Regions from separate parts of the Mus musculus genome. Here region 1 is linked to region 2. The links are chromatin contacts, called in public HiChIP or PLAC-seq maps. All regions are on one chromosome and are shown on one strand. Each heading gives the region's core, a stretch centred on a gene start, on an enhancer-like site or on the middle of the called end of the contact. The rest is flanking DNA. Distances are from core to core; before and after follow the strand shown.

Region 1 (6,551 bases), core at 3,437-5,936, 560 kb before region 2:
CCAATAGCAGGCTGCTCATGTTCCGTGCAACAGCACACAATCACTCTCATGAGCAGCAGTAACTTGACTGCTGCTTGAACAATAAAAGACTGGGCAATTGTTAGAAAGATGGGATGAGTGTCCTCAGGGAAGGTAGAGAGCGGTGGGGTTGGACAGACATGATCAACATATGTTGTACACAAGTATATGATTTTCAAAGGATTAATAGCTTTGTTTAAAAGGCAGAAAAGCAACATTTATCAGAAGTCATATTAAAACCCAGACCTGATAAACCGACAGCCACTCACCCTTTCTATAAAAATGTGTACGTGAAGTACCCTGCCTTCCTGGTAATGACCCTTGGTCTACCCTTCACAGAAGTGCCTGTCTGCATTTATGCCTTCTACTGAACAGAGTGTACTTTGTGTGGTCATGATACATCATCTTCTGCTTGCCAGGACAAACCAGGTGGGGCCCGGACAGAGGACACAGAAGAAAGGAAACACAGAACCCTGCCCATCAGACACTATAGTTTCCAAGGTGTCCAAACACACACGGACATCTGCCTGGACACAATGTAACAGATAAACTCTTAGTAAATACTGACATCACTCCCTGCTTCGTGCTGGAGCCCTTCACAGGAGAATAAGTAGAAAGCAAGGCCTCATGCAAGTTAGCCATCTTGCAATTTAAAGACTGTCTTGGCCACTTTAGCCAAGGCTAGAACATGTTTAAGCCACAGTAGAATCCAATTGTTCAGTTTTGTGTTTAGATAATTAGTTAACATTTTTCTTGCAGTGAGAGAAACACTTCAATAATTTATCAAATCGGGCTTGCCAGATTCCAGCCAGCATGCTTCTTTTACGGTTCTGTTTACCACCTGAAAATGTGTTACCATCATTATGTCCCATGAAAAAAACAGTCACACAGTGGATACAATAGAATTTGATGGATGAAGACAAATGGGATAAGGTAGTGATGGACTACAGTCTAACCTTTTGCCTTTTGCCAGTTAACTTGATTGGTTATTGATCAGCTGGGTGGCTGGCCTTTATCCTGGAGGCTGTTGCGGCTGTGACAAACACTTTGATTAGTAGAGCACATTTAATTAAGGAAATAATAAATAAGTTTTGCACTGGAAGCGCCCTTCTCCCTCTGTCTCCAAGGCTCCCGTCAGGTTGGGCTCCTTAAAGATGCCCACTCTTTTTGCTTTATGGGCCACCATGGCTTCGATGGCTGTGTCAAGGCTCCAGAAGGCTCCCGTTAAAGCACCAATGCCAACTGCTGTCTAAGTCACCGTCTTCTTAGGGAGAACTGTCTTGCCTTCCTATCACTCGCTTCCCATTCCTCAGGTAAAACTCTACTCTCCTTCACTCCCTTCGGAATCTCAACTTCTCCTCCTGTGTGCTGTCCATGAACAGAAGAGGTAGACTCCCCATCCTGAGAGCATGGTACTCTCCATCATGTTTATATCTTCTTCCCCTAAAGTCTAGGAAAGAGGAAAAGTTAGAACAGGCGATGGTGGGGAGGGTGACTGTTAACAGTCTTCAAAATCCTGATTCCTCCTCCACAGCACTGGCCGCATTTCCCCTCCTGGAAAAACAAGGTAGGAGAGGCTGGTCCCGGTTTCTGCTTGCCTCAAGACAGAAAGCTGATCAGTAGAACTGATTAGGACCCAGCTTTGTCAGAGTCGCTTCCTCTGGCAAAGGTGCTATTGATTCCACCCACTACCACTATCACCACAATCACCACCATCACCACCACCATCACCACCACCACTGCCATTACCACCATCACCACCTCCGCCCTTACCACTGCCTTCCCTACCATCACCCAGAACTTCCTTTTCTCTGCCTCACTTTCACAGTCTCCCTACTTGAGTCTCCAGTTTCCCAAACCTCACGTTCCTAAGAGTCTGCGTTTAGCCCCAAGGCTGTCTCTAGATTGGGTAAAGTATTCCTTTGATGTGTCCCTTTAATAGCCTGTTTTCATGGCAGCTCATGTTTTATTAGCATCTTTATTGTTATATAACAGATGTAGAGGAAAGTGTGTGGTGGTGTACTCCTATAATTCCAGCACTTGGGAGGCTGAGACAGAAAAATTACCATGAGTTCAAGGCCAGCCTAGAGTAGTCTGAGATGTAGATTGGAACCCTGTCTCAAAAATCCAGCCAACCAAAAAAAAAAAAAATCCAGCCAACCAAAATAACATAAAATAACAAAAAAGTACACATGCTATGCAGTACCCAGCCTGATCTTGACCAAATATCAAAACTCGAAGTGGTACCCAAAGCCTGTCCTCACATTCTCTTGGCCATTAGACGTTCACTCCAAGAATAAGTCACATCCTTGCCTCCAAATCAGGTCACCCTGCTTTCCTGCTTGTCATGTTTATAGAAGTCAAGTCGCGTGCTGTCATTGCTGTCTGTGAGATTTCTTTCCTGATACTTGGAGGAGTGATTCTTCTCTGTTGTATAGTATTCCACTATGTGACAGCCATTGATTTATTCATTCTATGATTAGTGTCAAATTTGGAATGCTCTATCTTAGAGCACACACACACACACACACACACACACACACACACACACACATATACCAGTTACATACATATTCATCTTGTTCGTAATGCTGAACACATTTCTAACATGGCAGCCTAGTTTATCTCCACAGTGCATGTGGTTTGGCTACTGTATCTCACCAGCCACCAGTAGAATAGTATCTGCAGAGCTTCTCTCTTCTCCCCATCTCATCGGCCAGTAGAATACAAGGTAGCAGCACCTTTGCAGGGTTATTTAATTTGGTGAACTCTCATAGAAATAGCCAACAAATGTGTCTCTGTCTGTCTTAGACCTCAGGCAGCAGGGCAGGCTTTGTGAACAAAGTGCCATGGTTTCATTTGGCTGAACTGACTACTAGCAGACTACCTTCCTACAGTTTCTTGGCCTTTGATGTCACTGTTGTTATTATGAAGGAAGAATAGAACATAATGTTTGCATGGAGTCAGAGCTCAATGGGACCAGCTGATGGCTAGCACTGTCTCAGCTAGCAAACCCTCATCCCAGGAATGCTTCCAGAACTTCTGTTGATTAGTATGACTCTTAGGGAGTCCCCTGTCCCAGATTTCACGGGGGCCTCAGGGCTTCCACCGTCCCCTTGATTCCACATTCACTATCTCCTGTGTGGCTATGAGTGCGCATCATGCGGTGTCTCCTCAAGGATGTGGCACATCATTCAAGGAGAATGTCTTACTCTTCATGGTAGCAGAGGATCAACTCATTGAAGCTTAGTGGATCAGCTGAATAAATTGTCCCAAATTCAGATGAGTAAACCCATACCTGGGGAGCTATGAACATACAAACTGCTCCCTTCCTCTTTCCCTCCCTTCCCTTCTCTTTCTTCCTTCCGTCCCTTCCTCCCTCGCCACCCCCATTCTCTTTCGAGCCACGGAATCTCTTTCTATAGTCCAGACTCCACTCTGCTGCCTCCCAAGTGTGAGGATGTGGAGCATATTTGGCCACACCTGAGCCAATTGTCCCCTTTTCCACCTCAGTGGCTTAGCCTCTGGGAACACGTTGGCAGGGACATGCCCCACTCCTGTAGATAAGCAATACCTTGGCACATGTGGTACTTGGCATCAGAACACTTAGCAAATATTTGCTGTTTGTCTATTGATCTCTTGTTCCTTCTTGACTGCCCTGTTCCCTTCCTGCACAACTGTGCTGATCCAACCTCTCATTTGTTTGATAGCACTTGGGATACCTCTGGAATCTTTCAGTTCTAGATAAATTCATATCTGTGTGGAGTGATTGACTACACCCCAATAAATCATACTTCCAACTAAAGAAAAAGAAAACAAAATAACCAAAGAAATAGAGACCTTCAAGTCAGGCAAATTCTAGAACTTGACAGAGGCAGAAGGATCAGGAGTTCAAGGCCATCTGTAACTGCATGACATGTTTAAGGCCAGCTTGAACTATGTGAGATCTCATCTTTCAAAAAGCAAAAGAGGCCAGGATTAGAGGAGCAGGCCTTTAATTCCAGCACTCAGAGACATGTATCTCTGAGTTTGAGGCTAGCTTGGTCTATTCCAGAACGGCCAGGCCTACATAGACTTTATCTCAAAATCAAATAAAAAATATATATAAAGAAAACCTCAAAAACAAAATTAAAAACCCAAGCAAAAGACACATTCTAATTCACAACTGGGTCCTCTGGGAACCCAGTGAGATCATAGACCTTTGCGATCATAGCCTCTGAGGACAGTGGAAACATTTTTGTTCAAGCAATGGTTTGTAACTGATGTTGCCATTGAGAATGTGGGGGAAGGAGGGAGCCCTCCGCCTAAAGCTGGCAGCACCTTTCCCTGGAGAACAGTCTGACATTCTTCTTGTTGTTTGGGTTTGGTAGGGAATTTAATACACAGCTGATGCCCAGTACAACTGCATCGTGCAATCTGTGGCCACTGGGAGCTGGCAGTCTTCCTCTCATTGAATGTCGTTCCTTCAGTGCACTCCACAAGACATGCTGGATAAGGGAAGGGGGGGGGGGGGCTAAGTGGAGACCTTCAATGAGTCAGAAGAGGGGAAAGGTCACAGCTTCCCCTTGGGGGAACTATATACAAATGGGGGGGAGGGCGGTGGACCAGATGAAAAGCTGCACGTGACAGCAGGATCCACTGGGCATCCCTTGAGCGTTCATGCGCAAGGTCCAGAGGATGGGGCTTGAGAGGATTGCCTGACGGTGTTAATTCCTAGCTGGACAGACCTTGGAGTGCTCTGTAGGACAGACTCACAACCTGGTGGCCCTTGAGTTGCTAGCTCCACTGATTTAAGCAGGTACTGGGTTCCTTTCTCCTGAGCCTGTTCTGGGATAGTTTTTTGGGAACTCGGGCACTTATGAATGTGCCATGCCCTCTTTGGTGACACCCTACGCTATGGTCCAGACCCTCCCTTGAGAGCAATGACCTATATCATGTCTCTAGCAGTCAGAGCAGAGCTCAGCCCCAAGTACTCATATTTGTTAAAAGAATTACCTGTCACTTGTTAAGCCAAATGTAAGGACAAGCTGTCCATAGGACCTCACTAGACAGTCAACACAGGGAACATTATTGATATACAATGCTATTTTATTGCATTGTTTGGATGGATTCATGACTGGCCGCACAGAGACTTGGGGAAAATGCAGACTATGTTCTCAGTGCTGGAAATCCAGCCCAGACCTTCACATGCTAGGGAGTCCTCCACCAGAAGTTACGAGCCAGCCTCAGTAAACTACGACCCGACCCTCCCTGAACAAAGAAACCAAAAAACTGGGCAAACTGAGCTGATCTTAATTCTTCCATCCAGGCTGTCCCCAATTCATAATCCTCCTGCATCAGCCCTGCTTAAGTGATGGAGATGGGATGGAAATTGTGTGCTACTATACTGAGCTTACCAAAAGTATGTTCACATTGATCCATTATTTTCCCCCCTCCTAAATCCAGTTTATCAATATATACAAAGTTAACACATGACACAATTTATGCAAATAGTTTTCAAGATTTTATTGCAAACCAAAATTGGTTTATCGCACACAAAAAAAGTTGTGTGGTAAGGAGGAGGAATTGTACATATTATAACCCATGTTAATTACAGTACATTAAAATGATGGTTTACAAATAAGCCTGTAAGTTTAAATATCTAGTGTTATAACCCAATGTACAGACTTCCTTTACACGATACATACAATAATCAGGAATGCAAAAGAATATGAACAAAGGGAAAAAAAACATAAATAATGCCCGTTTTATAGGTGACATTTTAAACAATGAAAACACCAACGGCTTTGACTGACAACTGGGGCATTGGTCCATAAAAACCCTTTCTAAAAATAGAAATATTTGTAGCAGCAATGCTTTCCTTAAGCATCTGAATGCTCGTCATTGCAAGACCGTTTCAATAGGTTTTAGTTATTAACTATATCTTACAAAACAGTCTACACATAAATTTATCTTCCAAATGTGGAAGAAACAAACAATGTCCCACATTGTAGTGTCCTGCAAGTGTCACATTGATGCTCACAACAAAACCGTCTGTGATCAGGCATAGCACACTCACGCCACTGCACACACGGGAAATCCGCCAAGGGAAAAACAAAACAAAACAAAAACAAACAAACACAAACTGAACACTCTGCGATAGGAAAAAGCTTTGGAGCTAACACGATCTCAGAAAAGGCACATTGCAGAATATTCTTGATCACAGCTCAGACAGACCTGCGGGGATTCCTCTTAGACCTGCATCTTCCTTCTAACTGAGACCAAGGTGTCTGTCTCAGGCGGCACTCTCACGCTCGCTCGCCTGGAGCTAGCACCACGTTGGAAGGAAGAGAAGAAAAGAAGACCTCACAAGCTCATTGAGAGGAGGGTGTGCTCTTCGGAAAGCTCCCATCAAGCAGCGCGCGCTGCGTCGCGCCACGCCGGGCAGGCGAGACTGCCAAGCTTCCAGGTGTGCAAATTCTTTTAAAATGTTCTGTCAGCTGGCAACTCCACCAAAGGCTAACGAAAACACTTTAGGAAACGCTGAGGAAGTC
Region 2 (6,592 bases), core at 595-3,094:
TGCCCTCTTCCCCTTCTGGCTAGAATGTTGACTGGCTTGATCATGTGCAGGTCATGTGCAGTAAGCTAGAGCTGTGTGTTCATGCATACAGTGTCCTTGTCACATCTAGAAGACACAGTTTCTACTGGTCTCTTTCAACCTTCTTAGTAAAATATAAAAATATAATATAAAATATACATTTTATATTATATTTATATTATATATGTAATATGTATTGCATATATAAAATAAATATATAATTAAAATATATAGAGAATTTTTACATATACATATAGTTGTATGTGTGTATGTGTGTGTGCTTTAATTCTAGAATTGACAATAAAGCCAACTCAGCTAAAGTTGTAATTTTGTCCTTGGAAAGGACATTTAAACTTTGCTACAACACTGGAAGTTGATATTTCAATTGCTTTCATTTTACTGTCAGGAAACGGAATCCCTGTGAAGATTTCTAGGCCGCCTGGAGGCACATGACTGCCAAGTTCTTAGTGGCTGCAAAACCCGGGCAGAGACTCACACCCTTTACTACAGCTCACCCCTCCCTGGGGTCTTAGAGCTCCTAGGCTGAGCATAGCCATGAGTTTCGTTTATTTGAAAGACACAAAGTCATCAAGAAAAGCTAGGGCAGGAGGTGCCTTCCCCTGTTGCCCTTGCTGCAGCCCTGGCCATCCCACCGAGTTCTTCGACATCACAATGATTGATAAGCCCTTGAGATGGATCTTCTTTGAGCCGTTTGCAGACTAAATTCCAAAGACAGCAGAAAACTTTGGTGTTCTGAGCCCTGCAGAGAAAGGATTCGTATCTAAAGTTTCCTTCTGTCACACAGTTGTTCCAGGATCCATGTGCCAGGGTCATGACTCCACACAGCATAATGGCACTGGTGGCAGGTCACTTTGCAAGAAGAAATCTAAAGATGAGAGTTTCATCCTGCAGCATACAGGTCTTGTCCATGGCAAACACTGATGCAAACACAAATGGTTCTGTTGTTCACTGCTAAGACTGTGGCTGGTCTTTGGGAAGGTGAAAGAAGTGGGAGTGCATCATTGTGGAATCCATGGAGTGTTTGGGATCTAGGGAGGGCAAGATCTGGAAGAAAATACCCATTGCTGACAGTGGACAGTTCTAACCCTTTTGACCTGCAGGATCTTACCCGCCATTCTTTCTGTAGCTCTGGAAAGTGCCCCCACCCCGTCTGCTCACAAGCTCCTGGAATCTCTGCTTTTCCCTGACAGTCTTTGGCTTTCATATTTTCCTCATTTCCCACCCCCCAAGTCCAGCAGGATTGCAGAGTCAAGGTTATGAACTTAAAACTACATATGAAAAAATAAAGAGGAAAATTAGAACACTGGAAATATCTATTTTGAAGTAGTCGGCAAAATAGAAAACTGTTGTTTCTATATATTGTTAACTCAAAACGAAAGTTATTCTAAATCCCTAAGGGGACTCACTTTCTTTCATTGAGAAATCAATGTATATGATTTAAAAACAATAAAGCAATATGAATGCTGTTTGCTTCTTACAAAGGACTGATGTGGGTGGTGTGTGCACACATTGATCGTCGAGGTCACGGTACAGAGACAGCTTGCCAATATTGCATCAGAAATGAGGGCCGTGCTAGCTTGCCTGCTCCAGCTGCGAGGACCACTCCAGGTGTCTCCGGTGGGAGAGCTCTACCACACAGACCAATCTACGGTGAGAGATGCCTGTGGGCCCCAGCTCAAAGCAAACAGAAGCCCGTGTAGGTTGATATTGACGTCAGCCACACCACTGGCATGACAGCCAGGAGAGCTAATCTGTTTGTACAGATAACCTTTGCTGCAGACCCAGCCTATGCCAACATTTAGATTGGGCCACCCTCAGCTCCTCCACCAACATGACCTCTCACCACTGTGTTTTGGGTGGCCAAACTGTAATGACCTTAGTTGAATGCAGAAAGAGCCAAGCCCTGCAGTCTATGTATCAATGCTAAAGCAAGATGGTGAGGCAGGGATCCCAGCTGTGTGACCATGAAGGAACTAGTCCTGGATCCTCCTCTGAGCCTCGGGTCCCTTGTCTGTAAGCTGGAAGAGTGTGCTAGCACTCACTTCAGGAGAGGGAGCAAGGGCTGCATGGGTGGGCACACCAGCAGAGGCTGGCGTACAGGAAGCAAAAGCTGCCATTTTTACCTTCCCAAACATTCAAGAAGCCTTACCCCTCTCCTCCCTGTGCACACACCCACCAGCTTAGGCTTCCATGTCTCCAGAGACTCATTTATTTGCAACCTTTCATACAAACGGAATAATATAACATGTAGCTTTTCCTTTTAAGAAGATGGAATGGAACCAGAAAGCCTTTATATTTTACAAGGCACAAAGCAGGCTCCACCACCCCTCCCCCAGAAGACCACAGCATCAGCCGCTTCCCCTCACAGGCACAGCCTCTCAGTGGGCTGACAGGAGGAGGCTCAGCCTGATTTGGAGTTATGAAACATTTTAAGCACTGAAGCTCATTTCCATCCCACGGATTACAACAGGCCGTCTGTCCCACAACACTTCCACAGAGGTTTCAGGACGCCCCTCAGGACAGCCTCTCATTACTGGCTAATTATGTCCCCTGCTAGGACATGAATTCCTTCAGCTCTGACCTTCAGGAGGGGCCTTCGGATAGAAATAAGAAATGTTTCTTCAAACACGGGGTAGTCCCAGGCTAAGACTCTCCACGTGTTTACAGCCTAACAGTAGCGAGCCTTGCTTTTAAACACAGTCAGGCCATCTTTTGATCAGGAGAGTGCCATTGAATTACTTCTAGAAAGAAAAACCAAATATGGCTTAGAGAGGAAGAAGTCATGTGGCGTGAAAGCCATTTCAATTTCGTTCCTGATTTGAGAAGAAAGACCGGTATGCTTCTAAGAGTCTCAGAATCTTGCCATCTTCTGGCACGTAGTCCTGGAGATCACTGAGTGGAGGGCAATTGGCCACAGCTACGGGTCCAGCTAGGAATTAAAAACAGTAACAGCCCACGGCCAGTGAGCTACAGAGAGCAGGCAGGAGCAACATAGCACTGTAGACACCGTAGGCAACTCCAGATCTAGTGTTAGGGAAAAGCACTAGGGTTCATGGAAAACATGCTGCATCCAATTACATTACGCAACTGAAGCTTTGGGGCACCTAAGCATAATTTACTATGAAAATTTGTTTTATAGATATTTCCGTGGTAAATTATGGAACTAAATAATTTTATTCAGAAGTATATAATAAAGAGGGCAGTGGATCTGGGACTCAAAATACCTAAAGCAAACCATGGCTCAATCATTCCGTCTCTTTGTACCTTAGATAAATGTCAGCTTGGTCTTTCTCCACTTCCATTGTAAGATAGCGGCACTCCCAGTTCTAAGACTTCACTGACATCTAGTTTCACCAATGAGCTGATACTAGTTCTGACACAGCCTTGACCTCTCCCAGAGTCAGGATGAATTCCAAGAAGTAGAAAACAAGTCATGGCCCCTGTTCCTCTAGCTTGAGAATTAGATAGAATTTCCAGAAAGGCACGGATTGCTAGCCACTTGTAAGTATGATAAAATAGGAAGCATTTTTAATGAAGCAACGTCCTAAAGAAAAACAATGTGCTGTCCCCCTTGCTGTCAGTCACAGGGGCAGGGGTGTCCTGATGCCTCTCTAGGAAAGCCACATCCCCTTGAAGGTGCGAAGCCTCAATCTTAAGCTGGCCCAATCTTTGAGCAGCCCAGAGGAACAACCAGCAGAGAAATAAACAGGCGCTGTTTACCGCTCGTACCTGAGTGAGAGAGGCTGATTATAACGTGGGGCATTTTTGTGGGTCACACACTGGCCCTGGAGAAGGTTGTTTTGTTATGAGTGGACTCGGCCACTGGCTGATGGTGAGGACTCCACTGCCCTGTGGTTTCTAGGGTTACAGGCATCCTCAGAACCAGTGGGATTTCTTTCTTCTAGGTCAGTCTTTTTTAACCAAAGGACTTCATGGTCTCTGGACACTCTGGAGAGGTTACATTACTCTGTGGCCCTGTCTGAAAGGAATATTGAGATCCCATTGGCAAACTATAACCACTCATAAGGCTGGGCAGTGTCCTGTTTCATAGCTTCAGAGAAATTAGGTTACAACACACAGAGAAAAATTCAAGAATGGGCCTACAAATCGAGCAGTTTACATACATGCATATTTGGACTCCCTTTTGTGAATCAACACAGATTGCATTTCCAGCTTACAAAGGGTGATCTGCACCAACAGAACCGATGAGATCAAATCACCCAGGTTCCCTTTCTATCATTGGGACTTTTTTTTTTTTTTAAACTGGAGTTTGTTTCCCAATCCATGTGAACAAAGTGAGAGACATCAGCTTTCATTGTAGCCAAAATATTTTGCAGGAGCTGATGAAAAAAAAAGTCATCATGAGGTAAGGTAACAGGGTACACACGATGTCATCACAAGGCCATGTAGAGTTGAAGCTAAACAAACAGCTCTCTCGGTGGCCTGGGCTAAGTGCTCTCACTTTATTTACAGGGAACAGAATTCCTACGCTTATAGACACTCTCTCACTACAAATGCTCAAAATTTAAAATCTCAACTTTCTTGCTTGTGTTCTTAAATTTGTATCTCAATACGTACCGGGTGTGCACTCTAACCCTAGATTCATGACCACAGGAAGGAAATCTCAGGGGTTCCCTGTGGGGCTAGTGGTGGGTTCACATACGTCACAGGGAAGCAGGATTTGTGGTATTTTTACATAAACTGTTACGTACTTTGCAAAGAATCAGGGAAAAACTTATTTTTAATTAAGCATTCCAATAGTCAATAGAGCAAAGGTGGAAAGTGCCTGTTAAAGAGACGTTTGCAAACTGTCCTCACTGATTGCTATTTTATCTTTCTCCTAGGGCCCAGAGGTGGGGGTGAGGACATCTGTTTGTTACACATGAACATGGGAGTGAGCCCACGCTGTCATTTTGAGTGCTTTCAAGAGACGCATCTGTAATTTGGAGCAAGGCTGGATGCCTGCGTGCCTGTCTTCCTACTGAGATCACAGATGGCACCTCTTGTTTTCTACAGCCAAGAATGCAATAACAAGAGGACAAGAAACCAGACACCCTGCGTAAACTCAGGCTGCCCTTTGGAACCAGATAACCCTCCCTTGAGTAGGACTCTCAGCACACTGGAAGCTGTTCAGTCCATCTCTGCTTCTTCCTGGGTGCCAATAGCAATCCACTTGTCATGAAAAACAACTTTCCCAAATGTCTTCAGACATTTTCAGATATTCTAGGGAGCCAAACCACTCTTGTTTGACAACCATTGCAGGAGTAAGGTCAACAGGAGGATCTGAAATGGATTTCTAGTTATTACAATGGGGGGAAAATCACGTTTTAAGGCTACTGAGATGGTTCAGTGGATAAGGATGCCTGCACAGCCCTGACACCTAAGATTAGTTCTCAGAACACATAATGGAAAAAGAGAACTGACTTCTGAAATTTATCTCCTGACCTCCCCACATGGTCTACGACACACAAACTCACAAGTCCCTCTCTCTCTCCCTCCCTCCCTCTCCACCTCTCTCCCTCCTGACACACACACATTTTGCATTTAGACAGAAGACCAGAGTGGTTTGAGCAGAGCACTTGCAGCTCCTCTCCCAGTCTGGAAACACAGCTATCTGGTTCTGCAAGTTTCTGACTTACCTGAAAGGTAGAGGGTTTTCTAGTTGAAAAATCAACAGAATCCTAACCGACTGCTGGACTAAATAATGACACCGGTCCAAATAACATTGGGGGTATTCTAGAACATGTCACTGATAGAAATTGGAAAGGAAACTCACTTCTTGACATTGCTGAGCCAATTCCATCAAATCGATGGCTGCTTTGTGCGTTCCAACCCTGTCACTCATAACATGGACACCTGTGTTTCACAATGTGCCTTAAAGATGCAATAGATGGGATTCTGGGTCTAGATGTTTGGACGAGTCAAAGGGCCTCTTCACACCATCTCTGTCCTTCCTGTCCACCCGGCACACAGGCATGCACATACTTCTGAGAGCTTTATTAATCTAGATTTCTATCTTCTCCATAGCTATAAACTTTAACTGTGGTCATAGCTTGGTTTTGCTGCTGCTGTTGTTTCGTTGGTTTGGCTGTTTGGGGGGTGTTTTGTGTGTTTTCTTTGAAACAAGAACTCAAGTGTAGCCCAGGTTGATCTCAAATGCATAGCAACAACCCCCCTACTTCAGCCAATTGCTGTAGTGGCTGGTTAAAGGCGTCAGGAATCTTTCTCTTCAAAGAGCTCTTCAGACAGAAGCTGAGCTTGTGAGACCTCATACTTTTCCTCCTGGAGGGGTATTCTTAGAGCAGACTCTGAAACCACCAACAGAAAGGGGCATTTAACCCTGAAAAGTGTAGTTATTAAAGGCAACAGAAAATGTAATAATATGAACATTTTAAGGTCAAAATGACTACCTTTGTACATAGTAAATTCTCAATTAGCTTCAGGTGGAGGGGAAACAGTTCTCAAAGACACACAGAGACTAACATTGTATGAAAGAACAACTTTTTCCGGCTTTTCGAGTACAAAAAAAAGTCCCGTCATGAAAATTCTGCGT

The links. HiChIP or PLAC-seq counts read pairs in DNA pulled down with a chosen protein or histone mark.
Region 1: an H3K27ac HiChIP or PLAC-seq map of hepatocytes shows a contact between it and region 2, with 27 times the contacts expected there. The contact joins two enhancer-like sites. A contact is called at or near these places in 5 of 15 datasets of contacts at CTCF or cohesin (CD8 T cells, the NIH/3T3 cell line, embryonic stem cells and 1 more), 29 of 484 Hi-C or Micro-C datasets (CD4 single positive thymocytes, CD8 T cells, CD8 central memory T cells and 17 more), 27 of 115 datasets of contacts at active chromatin or transcription factors (bone marrow-derived macrophages, craniofacial prominence, embryonic basal ganglia and 18 more) and 4 of 9 other capture datasets (adipose tissue, embryonic stem cells, liver and 1 more).

Annotation. Positions count from the first base shown.
Region 1 is chr10:21,998,851-22,005,401 of GRCm38.p6, reverse strand. It overlaps Sgk1 (serum/glucocorticoid regulated kinase 1), which reads right to left. Exons shown (of 14, transcript NM_001161845.2): 14 at 5,499-6,551. Among named protein-coding and RNA genes, the nearest start is that of Gm34267, 57 kb to the left of the region's middle. Within about 2 kb of position 4,686, at least 39 of the 459 cell types and tissues checked have an H3K27ac peak or open chromatin away from gene starts, as enhancers often do. A contact at or near this core is called in hepatocytes and liver, where this site is marked.
Region 2 is chr10:21,439,708-21,446,299 of GRCm38.p6, reverse strand. No RefSeq gene overlaps it. Among named protein-coding and RNA genes, the nearest start is that of Aldh8a1, 66 kb to the right of the region's middle. Within about 2 kb of position 1,844, at least 23 of the 459 cell types and tissues checked have an H3K27ac peak or open chromatin away from gene starts, as enhancers often do. A contact at or near this core is called in hepatocytes and liver, where this site is marked.